Linked DNA regions of Delphinus delphis: region 1 is linked to region 2. A link is a contact called in public Hi-C data. All regions are on one chromosome and are shown on one strand. Each heading gives the region's core, a stretch centred on a gene start, on an enhancer-like site or on the middle of the called end of the contact. The rest is flanking DNA. Distances are from core to core; before and after follow the strand shown. Region 1 holds the start of C20H16orf87 (chromosome 20 C16orf87 homolog). Region 2 holds the start of ORC6 (origin recognition complex subunit 6).

Region 1 (2,700 bases), core at 156-2,655, 130 kb after region 2:
TTTTGAAAAAATCCTCTCAGTGGAAAAGAAAAAAACACACCCAGATCTGCATGTTGGTGTGAAATAGGGCCCTTACTAATGCTTTTAACTGAGAGTCTTAACTCATTCGATTATAAGGTTTAGAGGAACTTCTATTATTCTAGTAAAAAATGAGGCATCCTTAAACTAAAACGGTAAGATGAGATTTTTTTAACTTACAGCTATGACACCATTAATTCTGTGTAGAAAGCAGTCATTTAAAATTCATAAAACCACATATATATATTTTAGAAGATCTGGAAGCAGAAAATGCCAAATTTTTAACAGTGGATACCGCGGCGGGTAGGGGCAAGTGAGGAGCGCTCAGGAAGGGCTTCAATGGGGGCGTCATTCAATAACGTTCCATTTAAAACATTGTACAGAAAGGATTCACGATTATTTACGTCAAAAATATAATAAATATATTTAAGAGAAAAAATCTCCATATTTCGCCAAAACTTAAAACTATTACACTGCGGGCCTGTCACATTCAAGCATCCGCCCAGGTCGCGGGGGGACAGTTTTGGGGGTCCACCGTACACATCTGAAACGGGAACAAAGCAACCCTGCCTGGCAGAAGGCGGATTTCGGAGCCAGGAGCCCAGACTCAGAGTCGACACATCGAGGATTCTCTTCAGGTCAGGAGGGGGCTGAGGGACCGAACTCGTCCACTTGGGCTGCTGCCCCACACTCCTGCCGCTGTCACCGGAGCCGGACAGGCGATTCTGGGAGGGTCCGAACAGGGCGCCCCGTCAGCTCACGATAAATCCACGCCCCCTCTCACGCCGCTGGCCACAGGGCAAGATACTCGCCCGTCTGATCGCCGCCAGGTGGGCACCGGCCGGGCCGCGGCCCCGGGCGCTTCCCCGGCAACCCCTGGGCTCTATCCGGCCGGTTGAGGGCTCCCATGGTGGCCAGTGCTCAAGGGCCGGCCCACACGCTCAGCCGCTGGGACCCCGGCGAGGCGGCCTCTCCACAGCCAGCGGCCGCCGGCAACGGACGCCCGCCCGCGCGCACCCGCCCCACCGGCCCGTGTGCCCGGTGTCCGGCCCCCGGCGCCCACCTGTTGGTCGCACTCGGGGCATGATTTGGTGGCCATCTTCACTTTCTTGGCTCGAGTTGCAGACATGCTCCTCTCTGGTGGCAGCGGCGGCGACGGCAGTGGCGGCGGCGGCGGCAGCGGCGGCAGCGGCGGCGGCGGCGGCGGCGGCGGCCCGGGCTCCGCCCCTCGTACTTCAGCAGCCCAGCCTCCGCCCGTCGGTCCCCGCTGGCCAGAGTGAGGCTCTGAAGAGCGCGCGCGCGCGCGTGCGCGAGCTCGCGCGGAGCCTGCGTGCTGAGGGGGCGGGGCGCGGCGTGCGCGGGCTCCGAGGGACCGCGGAACACGCCCCCACCCACGCCGCTCCGGTCCTCTAGGGCGTATCGATTCTCACGAGAGGAGACCGACTGGATCGCCCGGTGGGACGATGGACACGCCCTCTCTGGGCCAGACGAACGGCGTGGAGGCGTGGTTTGGCCGGGACTCGGCAGTAACGAGCGTCAGGCTCGACCAACGAATGCACAGACAGGGCGGGTCGTGGTGCTGAGCCCGCCCCCTCCCCCGGAGGAAGGAGAACGTGAGTGAAAAAGGCGGTGGGAGGTAAAGCGCTTGGCACAGATCCTGCCGTTTGATAAACTTCAGTAAATGTTAGCGAGTCTAATCATTGAGGAATTGTAATAGACATCTGATGAATCTGCTCTATGCCAGCCCTGGACTCGGTTCTGCGAGGTATAAAATTCGTTAAGTCAAATATGTATTGAGGGCCAATTCTGCCACACAAATGTGAATACTAGGAGGTGCCTGCCCTCAAACACGTAGTCTAGAAGTGTAGACGGCCCAACATTCGAATACAGGGGATTTGGGTTGTTGTTGGAAAGAATAAGTCGGTTGACTAGAGTGTTATATCAAAATTTAAAATTCACCTCGCCTTTGATCTTGCAATCCCATACCTAAGAATTTGGAAAGATACTCTCCATGTGCTCAAATGGATTTGTGCAAAAATGTTGCACTTCGCAGCACTGCTTTTCAAAGCAAAATCAGAAACAGCCCATGTGTCCATCAACAAATTGCTTGAGCAAATTAAGTTATGCATACAACGAAATGTCATTGCAGTTCTTCAAAAGAATGATAGTTCTGTATGTAAAGTGATATAATGATCTCCAAAATAGTGTTAACTAGAAAAACAAAGTATAGTACACCTTGTTTAAGACTGTGCAAAAATAATATGAAAATATATTTATTTATGCTTGCATATACATTAAGAAACTGGTAATAGGAACTGGAGGGCAGGAAGAGGAGGGAGACATATTCCATATCCTATTGTACTATTTGAATTTTCTACTAGGTTAACCTAATATGACCCCCCCACCCCCGCAAAAGGAAAAAGGATTTGTACACAGCTAATGAGGTCACCTGACCCACTGTTGAGGGTGTTGGTGGTCCTAGAAGGCTTTCTAGAAGAGTTATCTCCAAAACCGAATCCCTAAGTAAGTCAGGTGGAATTGCCCAATCAAAAGTGAGAACTCACCAGGCAGATGAGACAGTGTAAGCAAAGGCAGAGAGGTCGGGAGTTTAGCGTTGGGAGCACACCAAGTGCAAGGCAAACAGTTAAAGCTGGAGATGTGGATCATATCCAGCTATGCAGG
Region 2 (2,700 bases), core at 1-2,500:
AGCCACATCACGATTTGCTGCCAGCACGGAGAGGCGCTAAGGAGTATGCCTACTTCCAGGAAGTAAAACACTTGGATTTCATCAATGGGGAGGTCAGTAAGAGAGCCAGGACGCCCAACGAACAAGTGTTAAAGGAAACAAGCAGTCTCCTTTCCGTCTCTCAGAATTAGTAGATATCAGAGAGCATGAGTCCTTCCAGGAAATTCACGTAAGCGAGTCCCTAGAATTCTGACACACACTGCAATCGAAGGGGGCTATGAGGCCGAAGAAGGCCCGGGCACCATTAAGGCCCCTCCGGAAGGTATTTCTTGCACAAGGAAGGGATAAGAAAGCACTACCAGGCACAAAGGTGGAACCGCCAGCAAGGGAGCAGCCTCTGGGCGGATCCCAACGCCACCTCTGAGCCTCAGGCCCTCCCCACGCTCCCGTTCCAGCCAGACGCCCAGACCCGGCACTCTGGATCCCATCAAGGCGGGCGGTGGCCGACTCCACTCAGAGGGGCCGCAGTCCCTCACGGACCCCCAGAGCTAATGGGCGGAGACACCTCCTCAAAGAGTAACGGCCGCGGCCAAGCACCCCCGCCCACCCGAGCCCGGATCGCCCCGCCTGCGGCCTTCCCCGGCCTGTCGCCCACCCCGCAGGCCAACCCGGGCTGGTATTAGCCCCGACCCGGCTGCGGGGCCCCGACTCCTCCTGCAAGGCTCCAAGGCGGTGGGAGTGAGCAGGTGCTGGGAGAAGGGTCGGCCCGGGGCCCGCGGCCCCTCAGCACTCACCATGGCGATTCCCCTAAGCCTGCAGCTAACAGCACCCACCCCGCGCGGAGCCTCCCGCGGTCAGGTGACTCTGCAGCCCCTCCAAGCCCCGCCCCCTCTAGCTCCGCCTTCGGACGCTGCAGGCAGCTCCTAGATTGGCCCTCCAAGTCTCGCGTATTTATTGGTCCTTGTCACTTCACGCTGGACTGAGGAACCTAGGCGCCAGCCAATCTCTCCACAGTGTGTGGCGGGACAGTGCGGAGTAGGGGGAAATCCATCAGCTGCAGGAAGGAGACAGCAAGAGCCTAAGGCAGCGTTTGCGTCTGCCTGAAAGGGAGGAATAAAAGGAGTGGGAGCTGCCGGAGCACATTCACTTTCTGCCTTGGCGCGTGTACTCGCAGCGCGCACGCTCAAGAGGAAGACCAGGATTGGTTTACGGGGTAGTCGCAACTTCTTGTCCCAACCAATCCAGATGCAGCGGGGGGGTGGGTCCCGGCCCTCACTGGCTGGCGAGACGTCCGCGCGCGGGTTTCGTCGCGTTGCAGCTGTTTGCGGGTGTAGTCTTTGTCCGCGCCATGGAACCTGGTCTGATCCGGCGTTTAGCCCCGCGCCTGGGCATCGCCGAGCCGGAGGTGCTGAGGTGAGTCCGGTCGGGCGCACCCCAGCGGCCCTGCGCCCTCAGAAGGGATTTAGGCCCTACCTTAAGAAAAACCTCCCGACAGTGAGCTTGTGAGCAGGCCGGAGGGGCGAGTGTAGACGCCCCTGGGAACAGCTAGCACTGTGGGATGCACGGTGGTGGGAAAGGGAGAGAGGCGGAGAGCTTGGGTCGTTTCCCTGAAACTTATTGAGAGTGCGTTTACGGCGGAGGCAGACCTACGGGGTAGAGACCTCATGCAGGGCAGTGTCTATGGTGGCAACGACTACGCAGCAAGTGGAATGGGGTGGTGTGCGGAGCCGCTGGGGATGGAGCGGAGCGCAGCTTCTCTGAAGCCTTTAATTTAAAAGAAACTTGCGAGAAAGCCTCGGATGGTGGGGGGGTGCCATTGGCGCTGAGACCCGATTTATAGAAGGTGCCAGCCACGGGAAGATGTGCGAAGAGGGCCCAAGCAGGGACAGCAGCCTGTGCAAAACCCCGGAGATGGGAAGGACTTTTGCATGATCCAGGGTTAGAAATAAAGTATTGGGGCTTCCCTGGTGGTGCAGTGGTGAAGAATCCGTCTGCCAATGCAGGGGACACAGGTCGAGCCCTGGTCCGGGAAGATCCCACCTGCCGCGGAGCAGCTAAGCCTGTACACCGCAATTACTGAGCCTGCACTCTAGAGCCCGTGAGCCACAACTACAGAGCCCGCGTGCCACAACTACTGAAGCCCGTGTGCCTAGAGCCTGTGCTCCGCAACAAGAGAAGCCACCGCAATGAGAAGCCTGCGCACTGCAACGAAGAGTAGCCCCCGCTCGCCGCAAGAGAAAAACCGCGTTTAGCAACGAAGACCCAACACAGCCGATAAGTAAATAAATGTTAAAAAAAGAAAGAAAGAATTGTAGTTAAACTGGGGGGGGCAGGGCTAGCCTGGGTGCTTGGACTGTCAATTAGGTGACAGAAGGGAAGGAAAGGAACACCTCCTGGACTCGTAATCATTTAGAACAGTGGTTCTCAAAGTGTGGTGCCTGGACCAGCAGTATCAGTATCTCCTTGGAACTTGGTAGAAATGCACATTTTTAGGCCCCACTATAGGCCTACTGATCAGAAACTCGGGCTGGGACCAGCAATCTTTTCACAAGCCCCAAGGTGACTGTCATGTACACTAAAGTTTGAGAACCACAGATTTATTTTTATTTATTTATGTATGTAAGTATGTATGTATGTATGTATGTACGTATGGCTGCGTTGGGTCTTCGTTACTGTGCGCCGGCTTTCTCTAGTTTCGGCGAGTGGGGGCTACTCATAGTT

What was found. Hi-C and Micro-C count contacts between places; a contact is called where the count stands out from the background.
Region 1: a Hi-C map of lung shows a contact between it and region 2, with 4 times the contacts expected there. The contact joins the promoter of C20H16orf87 here to the promoter of ORC6 in region 2. A contact is called at or near these places in 2 of 3 Hi-C or Micro-C datasets (lung and muscle).

Annotation. Positions count from the first base shown.
Region 1 is chr20:22,896,508-22,899,207 of mDelDel1.2, forward strand. It overlaps C20H16orf87 (chromosome 20 C16orf87 homolog), which reads right to left and starts at 1,406. Exons shown (of 3, transcript XM_059999232.1): 1 at 1,082-1,406. The coding sequence starts at 1,147.
Region 2 is chr20:22,764,192-22,766,891 of mDelDel1.2, forward strand. It overlaps ORC6 (origin recognition complex subunit 6), which reads left to right and starts at 1,251. Exons shown (of 7, transcript XM_060000981.1): 1 at 1,251-1,392. The coding sequence starts at 1,328. It overlaps VPS35 (VPS35 retromer complex component), which reads right to left and starts at 832. Exons shown (of 17, transcript XM_060000804.1): 1 at 774-832. The coding sequence starts at 776.